Regions from separate parts of the Mus musculus genome. Here all the other regions are linked to region 2. A link is a contact called in public promoter capture Hi-C data. All regions are on one chromosome and are shown on one strand. Each heading gives the region's core, a stretch centred on a gene start, on an enhancer-like site or on the middle of the called end of the contact. The rest is flanking DNA. Distances are from core to core; before and after follow the strand shown.

Region 1 (4,263 bases), core at 131-2,630, 660 kb before region 2:
AAATACCTTAAATGCCATATTCAGCAGCTCTCTGATAGTATCTCTCAAGTGTATCTGAGTTAAATATCTATTTTTAGTTATTTGCTTTAAGTTGTTTCTTTTTTTTTTTAAAGATTCATTTATATGAGTACACTGTCGCTGTCTTCGGACACACCAGAAGAGGACATCAGATCCCATTACAGATGGTTGTGAGCCACCACCATGTGGTTGCTGGGAACTGAACTCAGGACCTCTGGAAGAGCAGTCAGTGATCTTAACCGATGAGCCATCTCTCCAGCCCTATTTGTTTTAAGTTATATCTTGAAACATAATTTTAAGCCAGTGATTCTCAATTTTTTTTTAATGCTATAATACTTTAGTATCCGAGTTCTTCACCAGACTGACTATGGTCATTGTTTTATTGCCTCATAAGACAGGAATTTTTCAGTCTCTGGTGTTAAGCTGTGACCCTAATTTTTAGTCTTTTATTTATGCATTAATAAAGATAACATACTAATAAAGACATTACAATAAAATATCTGATAAAATTTAAAATGTTTCATAGATTTATAAATGAAAACATTTTTTAAAAGCTGTTTTTAAAATGTCCAGTTTTGATTTTTTGTAAAATTCCAAAATTTTCGTTAAAGTAGTTTAAAATCTCTCAATTGTGTGTTTTTTGAAAAACAAAGTACCTTTTTAAAGAATGAAGACATGGAGCACAAACCGTAATTCTTAGAAGACAAAACCAAATTTTAACAGTATAAGCAACTTAGTGTTTTATTATAAAGGGGTTAGTTATTATAAGTTATTATAAGTGGGTTATTTTTATGTTACAAAGTTTAGTTGACAGCAAGAAAAGTTCTTGTATAAGAACGCATGGAGATACAGCTTAAATACCTCCTAGTTTTTTCTATAAACTTGGTTTTTAAGACAGATCAGAAATTATATAAAAATCTTATTCCAATTTAAAAGTATCTTTGGAGACCCGTTTCCTTGGCTGGTCCATCCCATGTGTTGGACAATGGCTCCAACCCTGAGTTACTGGTTTTAAGTTAACTTTTTGGTACAGATACTAAAAATTTTTAACCATATCCAACGACTTATGAGCCAATGATCTATAACCAATACATACAGAACACAGAACAGTCAGAAGCAAACACGCACTGGCCACATACATTTATACATTCAAAAACAGACAAAACTTCCCTTACTTCTTCCTGATCTGATTTCAAGGGAGGAGCGCCTTGCTGTTGCTGCCTGCAGAATCCAACGCTCATGGGCACCGTGGTTCTGTAGCGGGAGTAGGCACCGGCTTCCTGACCACAGAAAGCTTAAGAGCTGCTGGTTTCGCTTTTAGAGAAACTCGAACAGCTAGATCAGGCGGCAGGGGTTTGCATCAGGCGAGCAGGAGGCGGGGCTTTACCAGCAGTGCAGGACTCTCAGCTGCAGGCACAGTGCCAGTTTATCAGTTTTTGTTGTTATTATTATTGTTGTTGTTGTCCCGATTCGGCCGCTTCCCCCCACACCCCCCCCCGAAAATCCTTGAGATGGGTAAATACTAAGAGGTGAACAACCAGCAGATGAACTTTGGCCCGTTTTTCCAGATATAAAACACAGAGCAACATTCAAACTAAATGAAACCACAGACACAGACTGACAGACATGGGCAATCCAGCATGCCCAGAACCAGAAGCAAATGTTCCCTCAGTGGAAACCAGTGAAAAGCGGGCCGTCTCCTGTCCTCCTCTGACCCTCGGAGCAGTGCTGCGTCCACTTTCTCCTTTCTTGGGTCCTAGAGAGGCTCCACCAGAAAGCAGAATACAGGCTCACCTCCGGGAGTCCAGATGACTGAAAAACAGTCCGAGGTGCTGCTAATTCAGCTTAAGGGCTCAAGTAGGTTAGCGTTTGGTATCCAAATGTTAGGGTGTAAAAATCTAAAAATAAATAAATAAATAAGTCTGCCAAGTTATCCCACAAATTAGGATCTAGGGATAGAAGTCTTCCCTAGGAACTTGTCTTTGTGGTACATTCATCCTGTTCCTACTGTTTGGTTTATTCGACTGTGGTGGGAGACTTGCCTAGCAATCATGTCTCAACTTGCCAGACAGGATGTCAGTTCAACACTGAGGTCTTGGGAACTTAAACTTATTTGACCTCTGTTCAAAATGAAAGTTTTATTCAAAATGGCTTCAGTCTGGTCCCTTCTCTTTCTTTCTTTCTTTCTTTCTTTCTTTCTTTCTTTCTTTCTTTCTTTCTTTCTTTCTTTCTTTCTTTCTTCCTTCCTTCCTTCCTTCCTTTCTTTTTTTCTTCCTTCCTTCCTTCCTTCCTTTCTTTTTTTCTTTCTTTCTCCCCCCCCACCCCGCCAGACAGGGTTTCTCTGTAGCCCTGGCTGTCCTGGAACTCACTCTATAGACCAGGCTGGCTCAAACTCAGAAATCCACCTGCCTCTGCCTCCTGAGTGCTGGGATTAAAGGTGTGGGCCACCACACCAATATCCTTTCAACAAGGTTTTTACTATTTTTCTCTTCTTTTCTTCTTTTTTTCTCCTACTTTTTGAGACAAGATTTCTTTATGTGGCTCTGGCTGTCTATAACTCTCTATATAGACCACGCTAGCCTCAACTCAGAGTTCCACCTGCCTCTGCCTCCTGAGTGCTGGGATTAAAGGTGTGGGCCACCCCACCAATATCCTTTCAACAAGGTTTTTACTATTTTTCTCTCCTCTTCTTTTCTTTTCTTTTCTTCTTCTTTTCTCCTACTTTTTGAGACAAGATTTCTTTATGTGGCTCTGGCTGTCTATAACTCTCTATATAGACCACGCTAGCCTCAACTCAGAGTTCCACCTACCTCTGTCTCCCAAGTGCTGGGATTACAGATGTATAAAAAGAATGATTTTTGAACTAGGCGATAGTGGTGCACGCCTTTAATCCCAGCACATGGGAGGCAGAAGCAGGCGGATCTCTGAGTTCAAGACCAGCATAGCCTACTGAGAGAATTCCAGGATGGCCAGGACTACACAGAAACCCTGTCTCACATAAACAAAAAGTCCAGATGTGTGTGTGTGTGTGTGTGTGTGTGTGTGTGTGTGTGTGTACAGAAGAGAGTGTAGGACCCCTCAGAACCAAAGTGAGAGGTGTTTGCAGAACACCAGGCTTGTTACATAGTTGCTGGGTTCTGAACTCCAGTGCACAAAATTTAGCCACAGTCACCTCTTACCTGCTGAGCCTTCTCTCCAGCCTCCCTTTTAATAACTTTTATAGAAAGGTCCTGCTTTGCTTTACTATTGCTGTGTCAAACAAACAAACACAGCCTGGAGAAGAAAGGACTTCTTTCATCTTACACCCCAGAGAACAATTCATCACTGAGAGAAGTCAGAGCAGAAACTTAAAAGAGGAACAGGAAGCAGAAACTGAAGGGGAGAGACCATGGAGAAATGCTGAATACTGGCTTTTCCCTCATGGTTTGCTCAACCTGCTTTTCTTTCTTCTTTTCTTCCTTATTTTATTTATTTATTTATTTTATTTTTAGGTGTGTGTGTGTGTGTGTGTGTGAGATTTACTGGCACTAGAGTACATGGGAGCTGGGAACTGAACTCTGGTTTTCTGCAAGAGCAGCGCATGCTCTTAACTACTGAGCCATCTCTCTAGCCTCTCAGCTTTCTTCTTATACACCCCAGGTCCACCTGCTCAGGGGTAGCACTGCCCAGAGTGGGCTGGGCCCTCTCACATCAATCAACCATCAATAAGATGTCCTCAGACATAACCCGAATGCCGGTCTGATCAAGGCAATTCCCCATTGAGTCTCCCTGAGATAATAACTCTGGGCTGTGCCAAGCTGTCAGCTCTAGCTAATTAGAAGAAGAAAGAATTGGGCTGGAAAGACAGCTCAGTGGTTAAGAGCAATGGCTGCTCTCCCAGGGTCAGGTTCCAGCATCCACCTGGCAGCTCACAACTGTCTATAACTCCTGTTCCAAGGGATTTGACACCCTGTACAGACATATATACAGTCAAAACACCAATGCACATAAAATAGAATTATTTCTATATATAATTTTATAATACATATATTTATATATATAAATTATTTTTTAAAAAATAGGGGGCTGGAGAGATGGCTCAGAGGTTAAAAGCACTGACTGCTCTTCCAGAGGTCCTTAGTTCAATTCCCAGCAACCACATGGTAGGTTACAACCATCTATAATGGGATCTGATGCCCTCTTCTGGTGTGTCTGAAGACAGCTACAGTGTACTTATATACAAAAAATAAATAAATAATTCCTTTA
Region 2 (4,118 bases), core at 1,266-3,765:
TGAGTGTGATGGGACATACCTATAATCCCAGAGTCACTCAGGATCTAGGGACAGGCATATTATCAATTAAACCAGCTTGGGCTTTATCTCTGGCACAGAGAGACCCTGTGTCAAAAAAACAAAAACAAACAAACAAACAAACAAACAAAAAACAAAAACCCAAAAACACCCGCAAAAAAACAAAAAACAAAAAAACCAAAAAACTTCCAAAGCAAACAATCAAACCAGACTGAAACAGCAGTTCCCCAAACACTAACATAAACAGCTGACACAACTTCAATAATTACACAAGTAGACACTACATATAAACGTGTTATAAAGTACCAGCATCACATGATCAATTTTAACTCATGAGTGAAACAATTTTGAATTAACTTCAAACATATGTACTTACTTCTTCTATTTACTTGACAGAGAAGCAACCAGCATATCTCATACTGGCTTGCTTGCTATGCCTGCAAATGGTTGAGAAACTTCTACACCACAGTGTTTAACACACAAACCACCACCTTCCCACTGCCATCATGCTCCTCTCCATGAAACCCACAATAAGAGCTTGCTTGAATATGTTCTTCTCACCTAGGCAGACCTGTGCCAATCTGTCAGCAGCTATACCTGCCCCACCTCTAGCACCCTCTGTATCCTTTCCCAGCTCTCTCTAGAAACCTATCTTACCTGGAGCCTGGGACCACTATTTACTCAATAGCTTACCAAATAATGTAGTGATGATACAATCAAATATTTCTTAGATGACTTAGCAGTTTTTGTCTCTTCCACAATGATGTGCTTATGCATGACCGGCTCGTGTTATGTGCGTCACTGATTGCCAATTTCCCAAACCACAAGGCCACAACCCAGAGGGCCACATTGGGGATTTATCTTCTGGAGGAAAGCCTGCATTGTTAACTCTTCTGATGAATGTATTTGACTCCCTTTTGTTGTACATTATGAACCTTCACTATGTGTGGGTGCCTGGCTTTTTCCTCTTCCTGTTATTAGGTGTAATGGCTTACACATGTTGGCCTTTTCTGTTCTGAGTACAGAATGGACTCATCTGCCCACAATCGCTTGCCTTATAATTTCTTGTATCTGTTATTTAATTTTACAAAAACAAAACACTATATAGCTATACTGGAAATATGTATGTAGTCTTCATTTAAGAAAATAATACATATTTTAATGTGCATAATCATAATTATTTGATGAATGAGATCCATTGAAAACGGATGACATCTATAACATTTATTTATGTTTTATGACATATGAATTATTTATTCTCTGAATAATTGTGAATCCATAGTGAGCCTTATACATTCAAATAATAATCAAATATTTCATTGTCATAATGAAATAAATTATTTTTGTTAACTGAAGTTAAATTTGTTTTTGGAGACCTATCAAGATGTCCATTTTGCCTTTTACCATTTGTAAAGATTTCTTAGCTTAGAATCTGATTTTCAGTTTTGTTTCTGATTTTGTTGCTGCTTCCCCCTTGATAAACTTGCTGTCTGTTATCTAGGAAAATTATGGAATTTAGCCAACAGGCCCATCACTTTGCTAATTTTGACACAAGAATAATACACAATAAGAACTCAGATCTTACTTTCTCCAAGCCTCCTATGACGCTAAGGAAAAAAAAAATCAGGAAAGGTGTTATATGCTGTACAATAGACTTTAAGAAACATTTCTAAGCTGCTGGGTATTTATGATAATTGAGTTCAGACACAACAACAGTGCTATAGATGCATGGTATATATTTATTCTCATGAATATATGGGGGCTATATGTGCAAGGTCTCTTTGTGGTGGGATCCCTTCTCTAAGCTTGGAGAAGGCTGCTCTCTTGCTGTGTCCCAGTATTCTAGAAGGGGTTGGGGAAAGGAGAAGGAGTAAGGAGAGGGTAGAGGAGAGAAGGGACTAGGGAGAGGGGAGAGGAGAGAGGAGAGAAGAGAGAAGAAAGAGGAGAGAGATGAGACGAGGGTGAGAGGAGACAGAGTTCTAAGCATGGTAGTTTTATCATAAGGACTCCCCACTTACGAACTTAGCTAACTCTAGTGACCTCCCTGGGTTCCACCTTTAAACACCAACAGAAGTGTTTATGGCTTCAACGAATAAAGTTTGGAGGAACACAAATGTCCATTCTTTAATAATCCTGTAGGTGGAACCAGAGATCACAATAGTGTCTATCATACAACCTTTTCTTCCTTTGCCGTAACAAGCCTACTTTCACTTACCTGAGAAAATGTTGAAATCTAATCAGTGGCTTCACCAACTTCTTCCTCTGTTCTAAAGCAAAGGATTTCATGTCTTTACATGCACCATGTGCACAAAATCTATGTTAAAAGCTTTGTTCATTGTTATTTTGGACATATTTCATTGAGCTAGAGAACTTTCTAAGCCTCATTTTACCTCAAACTACCTTTGAAAACATGACATATGAGTAGCAAAAACACATTGAGAAATCTTACATGACACACTTCTGGAAGTTTTTACTGGCTTTGGGGTTGCTTTCTCAATTTCCTTTTCCTCTTTGCTCCCTGTGTTCTAGTACATTAGAGGAAACTCTGTTTTTAAGATTTATTCTTTTTCACTTGGCTCTCTTGTACTGAACACTTACTGATCTTACCAGAATAAGACAGATGTATTGATGTCCAATCTTAAATGTTTCTGAAGAGATACTTGTGATGGAAATATACACTCTGGGCAAGAAGTAAAAAGCAGACTGGAATCTCTTGACACACATAATGTGGCTGGAAGAATCCCAAATGAAATGTGAGTCTCTCTCTTTATCTGTCTATCTGTCTATCTGTCTGTCTGTCTGTCTATCTATCTATCTATCTATCTATCTATCTATCTATCTATCTATTTATCTACCTATCTATCAATCATTTATCCACCCATCCACTTCCCCCTCCTACTTTCTTTCTCTTCTCCCCTTCCTTTCTTCCCATGGTCCTCCTCTTCCTCCTTGTCTTTCGCCCCTCTTTCTCTTAACTCTTCCTTCTTCAAGATAAAGTTTTGTTACGTAGCACAGGCTGGTCTTGAATTTTCTGTGTAGCCTGGGATTGCCTCAGACTTGACCTCCTTTCTTCCAACTTTTGAGGGCTGAGTCTTTAGTTGATATGTGATCATGCTCAGCCCTTTTCACATTTAACTAGATTAAGTACTCATGACTATAATTTTAAAATGTGAATTGATGGCAGTGTAAAGATTTAAGAAGAGGGGTATTAGAACACAATGAGGATGGCCTTGATGGAGACAAAGGACATGGCTGATTCCTGGTAAGCTGTGTAACAGATGCTAAGACCAAGGAAAGGAGATCCTAAAATCAGATAGAAGCAAGAGGGGAGATAAAGTATATTTTAAAAAGAAATGAGATAAAATGAAAAGGAGAATTAAATACTTTGGAAGATTCCTTTGACAAGAAGAGAGAAAAATAGTACATAGAACATATAGATGTAGGCTCATAGTATGCCAGAGACTCTCCCTGGTTTCCCGATTGATTTAAAGGATGCTACTGGATCTGCACTGTGAGACTGTGAAATAATGCTTTATTATAGTAATTATATTATATTACTTATAAGCAAGCTATTGATACATCTTTTGGATAAGACATGGCCATTGCAGCCATGAACTCCTAGTAGCTATTGTCACCTGCACAAGACTTGGCATAAGATTAAACTAACAAGATCAGTCAACATTCCAGTAGACAGCACTTAGTGGACTGAGTGGATTACAGAGACAAGGCAGCAAAGGAGAGAACGTGAAAAGGGAAGTGGGAACATGTAGGGGATTCCTGGGGATGGGAGGGGGAGGGTGAGATGGGGGTGGAGCTTGAGGATGGTAATGATCAAGATACAGTGCCTAGATGTTTGAAATTACCAAGTAATAAATAAAAGATGTTATAGTAATAAATACATTGGAAAATGTTAAATTATGCTTACAATTTAAATCTTGCTTAATCTCACCAGTCTACTAGAGCTAACTTCACCAGGACCATGCTCTATCAAAAAACCTGGTTGTTTTGTTTTCTTGTTTGTTTGTGTGTGTGTTTGTGTGTGTGTTCTGCTTGCTTGTTTTTGGTTACTATTTTGTGTTGGAGACTGGAAGCAGTGTCTA
Region 3 (4,563 bases), core at 1,640-4,139, 940 kb after region 2:
ACCAGGAAATCATTAAGCTATGTAATAGTGAGAAGAAATAGTGAGAGGAAAGAGAATGGTGAGAGGAAAGAGAAGTAATATCTGAGTCAAAGTCTCAGGGGTCTTTGCCTCTCAGGGTGTACCCATTGCAGTTATCCAGAAGATTTTTGGGCTCTCTCCAGAAATCTTGCTTGCTTGCCATAGTCCTTCCTAAATGGATTCGATCAACCCCTTAGAGAAACAGTGCATGAGTTTTGCAGGGAAGGGAGCACAGTGAGTTTTTCTGGGACAGTTGTACAGAGACAGGTTGCAGAAGGAACAAGCTAAACACAGGAAAAGACAGAAACAGTAAGAATATGAAAAGGAGCCAAAAGATTAGAACATATTTCCACAGGTATAATGAGGCCAAGCAGAGGAAATTCAGTCAGAGACTAGAAGTCAGACTGAACCAGTCAACTTGTAGAAGGGTTTAAGCCTGAAGAGCTGAGTTGAACCAGCAAGCCTGAACTCAGAAAGAGATAGAGAGGGTAAGCTTATTCAGCACTAAGTCTCAAAGGCTGTAAACATTCTAGGCCTAGAATAAATTGTAAGGAGTCTAGAAGCATCTAGAAATAGGGTTTGGTTAGCAGATGGAGGAACTAAGCCTCAGAGATGACAATTAACTTCATGAAAATAAAAGTTATATTTATATTTATTATTATTTATATTTAAATCCTCATTTGCAGAGACTGGTTTTGTCCACATGCCTTTATTTATTTACAAAAGGCAGTTCCACTAGAGCCTTGACATGTATGATCCATCCAGAAAACTGACCAAGATGTTGTTTTTTTTTCTTTTTTTTTTATAGGTAGGCCATGAGTATATCTGTTCATTACAAGGATGAAACCATCTGAATAATTATCCCAAAGTAATTCTTACAGTGATTATGCAGGCAAAAAGTTCTGGTATTCACCATTAGAATGGATGAAGTAAGGGCACTCTCAGACTGATGGCACTCAGCAATCCCTTAACCCTGTTCTCTGAGGAATTCCACTCTGAGAGCAGCACACAGTGATGACTTCAAGAATACTCACCATATTGTGGTATTCACCCCACCTTATAAGTTCTTCATTTAGGGACAAATGCTGAACTCTGTGAGGTTCGAAGACAAATTCACCAACCTTCACATGACCTTCAGTACCGCTCTGCAGAGACTGGTAATTAAAGATGTCAAGTTTGGTTGCTGAACCCTCCTTGTTCACAATGTTCTCCTCATTGGAGAGTCTCACGAACTGGCCATTTTGTAAGAATGGATGGAGCTAAAAGAGAAAATAGTGATCAGAGCTTGCACTGTAAGCACTGAGAAGCACATAAACCTGGCTACTTTAACTGCCCTCTCTTTCTACGAATGTATGTTCCTGTGACTTTCATCAGTGTTCAGTTTATCAAACATTTATCACAGGGCTAATACATGGTAGCAGTAGTGCTCTATGCACACAGTAGCATAGTCATATACTATTTACCAACACTGTCACCACTATTCAAATTTGAAAACTGAACATTTTTCAGTCACTTGGTAATGGAAGGAGGACTCTGTCCACCAGATTCTAATTTTTTATTTTTTGAAAAATAAGAACAATTTGAATGAGGTATGTTAAACTTTTTGCATACTTGTTTTTCAGGGAAAACTGCAATTTTTCACAACTATAAATTATTTAAGAGAGTTCTACTAAAATGAAAATTTCAAATTTTAAAATGTGATTGTTGTAAATAAGGCAGAATGGGAAAGCAGAACACATGTGCTATAGAAATGCATAGAGTCATGTCATAGAGAGCTGCAAAGACGGATGAGAGTCAGAGAGAATAGAATGCGGTAAGTTAACCAAACCTGAAGATGTATGAAGTCACACATAAAGCAAAACTTTGAGCTAGTTACAAAGTAAAACCTAATTTAAAAAGAATTTAAACAGAATTATTACAGTTTATTATCTATTAAAATCCCTGTGGCAGTTAGGAAGATCCCCAAAAGACCCCAAGAGTATGCAGGTTGTGATCATTGCCCTTGGTTATACTAAAAAGCAGATAGTAAGACCCTATTCCTTAAGACACAGCACACCTTTGCTGCAGGACACAGAAGGGAGGCTGGAACTAAGGTGAAAACTTTCTCCCTACTGTCTGTTCTCCTTGTCTGTATTTCTGACCTATTTCTCACTGGCAGGAGCTGAACTGGGGAAGAAAAGTCAGCAGAGGCCTTTCCCAATTGTGGACCATGCACTCTATAATACCAACTTCCCAGACACAATTTGCATACTGGAGAAATACTGACACAACTATTACAAAGATAAGCAACTGCTAAGTGATTGTATTTGAGGACTTCTTTACAAGAGGGACTCACATGTGTTAGTGAAAACTTATTCAACATCCATGTCTGGGGAGATCAGTGGTCCTATGGCAGAGCCAACTTCTTCTGTTTGGCCCAGAAGACACATTATGGAATTGCATCCTGCATATTTACACAAATAGAATACTGCCATTGTCAGATTATATCTAAGAATCTTCTCTTTGCCCAGAATATTACTGTTTGGAAAAAATTAGTATTGAGTGCTAATATTTAAATGTGACAGCCATGTGACTTTTCCCAAAGCACAGGAAACATTGTGAAAGAGGGGATGGAGAGAATGCAAGAGCCAGATGCTGGGTAGGAGATCCATGAAATGTTATCTGTTAGGTGTGAAATGGTAATGGCACTCATGAGCTTGTGGGGGCTAAGTTTGCCTGTATAAGACCAGCAAAAGATTGAGGCCATAAAAATATTTAACCAAAGATGAGGTTGGTGGCTTTTGGGGCCGAGCCACTCACGTGAGCAATGTTAGAAACCAAGTGATTCTAAAGGAGAGGAAATCATTGTCATCAGCCACCCCTTTTCACTTCCCTATTTCACCACCCCTTTTGACTTCCTTCTGCATCAGTAGATAGCTGCATGCTCATGCCCACATGGAAGGCCTTTGGGTCATAAATGCAGCGGGTCATGAAAAAAAAATATGTCCATATATGATAGAGACATAGCGAGAGACTGAGGGATCTGTGAGGATGGAGAGAAAGAAGGGATAGAGGAAGTATGAATGAACAGATGATATTATGTTATTGTAAGCTTATATGTAGCTGTCAAAGAATGCATAATTTTAATAGGGTATATAGGATGGATATTAAAAACAACTAAATCTAACCTCATAATTTAAAATAAAAAAAGCAAATAAACAAATTCTCTGAAAAATAAATGTGAAAAACACCTTTTCCTTAGAGAGGACTATGATTAACACATAAGATTGAATCAGCAAAATTGTCCTCTTAAAGTGAAGGGCAAATAGATGTGACCTGAGATAAAAATACAAAGTAATAATATTTTGATCATGTTCCAGCCTTGTAGTAATGTTAAAGGAAACTTTCAGAGAAATGGAAAATTGTATAAGCTAGAAAATTAAACTGATATAAAGAAAAGAGCAGTAAAGCAGAATGCCATAGTAAAATAGAGCTTTGTATTTTCTTTGTTTATGTAGTAGACTATAATCTGATCAAAACCACAAAGTGGAAATAATACCACATAGCTACATCTTTATATAAATGAAATGCTTGACAGCACAGTTACAACAAATAGGAAAGAGAAAGCAAAAAGGTTGTCGAATGACCCAGCATTGCTGACAAGCAATAATTTTAAGTGTGTCTTGAACATATTAGAAAACCACCAGAATTTTTAATCTATAACTGATATTACATAAGAAAAACTACAATAAAAAATATTCAATTAAATCTAAAGAAGTCAAAAGAATTTTTTTAAAAATTAAAAAAATCAGATAAAGAAAAGATAACAAAGATCAACTGCCCACAAATAGAAAATCCCCACATGATATTCATATTAAAAGATTAATAATCAATTCAAGGTGAGTTCTCTCAATGCATGAATTTGAAACAGAAATGCGTTGGAATAAAACACAATACTCAACCTGACAACAAAAAGCTGCCAATACTTCACTGTGTGCTAGTTAACATGAAATCAACAGGGTTAGTAAGTGTCCCTTTGCTATAGAGGAAGTGTAAGCTTACCACTGCTAGAATACATGGTCCTTAATTCATGCATATTGTGTAGACCTAAGTTGACTCACTGGGCTTAACAAAACAGAGCACATGTAGCTGGGAAGATAGGTGATATGGATGAGGGAGAAAGTGTATGAGAGGAAGCAAGAAGTGGATTAGATAGAAACACATTGTGTGCAAGAAGAAAATACTCAAACAATTGAAAGGAGGAAGAAAGAGACAACAGTGGATTAACAAGGCATGCAGGAGTATACTGTGTTAATACTAATCAAAAGAAAGTTGGACATAGTGTATTAAAGAGAGACAAAGTAGACTTCAGAACAACAAACTTTCAAGAAGTTAAAAAGGACATGAGAACTATAATTACGTTAATTTAAAAAAAAAAAACAAAAGCCCTTCCTGACGGCCCACTGCAGCACCATGGTCCCTGGCCCGGGGGAGTCTCCGGACACCCACAAAGACCCACACAGGATCCGCCACGGGATCCTAAGACCTCTGGTGAGTGGAACACAA

Evidence for each region. Promoter capture Hi-C pulls out the DNA fragments that hold promoters and counts their contacts.
Region 1: a promoter capture Hi-C map of neutrophils shows a contact between it and region 2, with 3 times the contacts expected there. The contact joins the promoter of Apobec1 here to the promoter of Clec4d in region 2. A contact is called at or near these places in 1 of 39 promoter capture datasets (neutrophils), 1 of 484 Hi-C or Micro-C datasets (bone marrow-derived macrophages), 2 of 115 datasets of contacts at active chromatin or transcription factors (bone marrow-derived dendritic cells and bone marrow-derived macrophages) and 2 of 9 other capture datasets (bone marrow-derived macrophages and macrophages).
Region 3: a contact with region 2 is called in a promoter capture Hi-C map of the HPC-7 cell line. The contact joins the enhancer-like site here to the promoter of Clec4d in region 2. A contact is called at or near these places in 5 of 39 promoter capture datasets (the HPC-7 cell line, embryonic stem cells, hippocampal neurons and 2 more).

Annotation. Positions count from the first base shown.
Region 1 is chr6:122,601,064-122,605,326 of GRCm38.p6, forward strand. It overlaps Apobec1 (apolipoprotein B mRNA editing enzyme, catalytic polypeptide 1), which reads right to left and starts at 1,381. Exons shown (of 8, transcript NM_001134391.1): 1 at 1,194-1,381.
Region 2 is chr6:123,259,592-123,263,709 of GRCm38.p6, forward strand. Clec4d (C-type lectin domain family 4, member d) reads left to right here and starts at 2,516. Exons shown (of 6, transcript NM_010819.4): 1 at 2,516-2,771. The coding sequence starts at 2,744.
Region 3 is chr6:124,199,447-124,204,009 of GRCm38.p6, forward strand. It overlaps Vmn2r27 (vomeronasal 2, receptor27), which reads right to left. Exons shown (of 6, transcript NM_001104642.1): 4 at 1,053-1,277. Among named protein-coding and RNA genes, the nearest start is that of Vmn2r27, 30 kb to the right of the region's middle. Within about 2 kb of position 2,890, at least 35 of the 459 cell types and tissues checked have an H3K27ac peak or open chromatin away from gene starts, as enhancers often do. A contact at or near this core is called in the HPC-7 cell line, where this site is marked.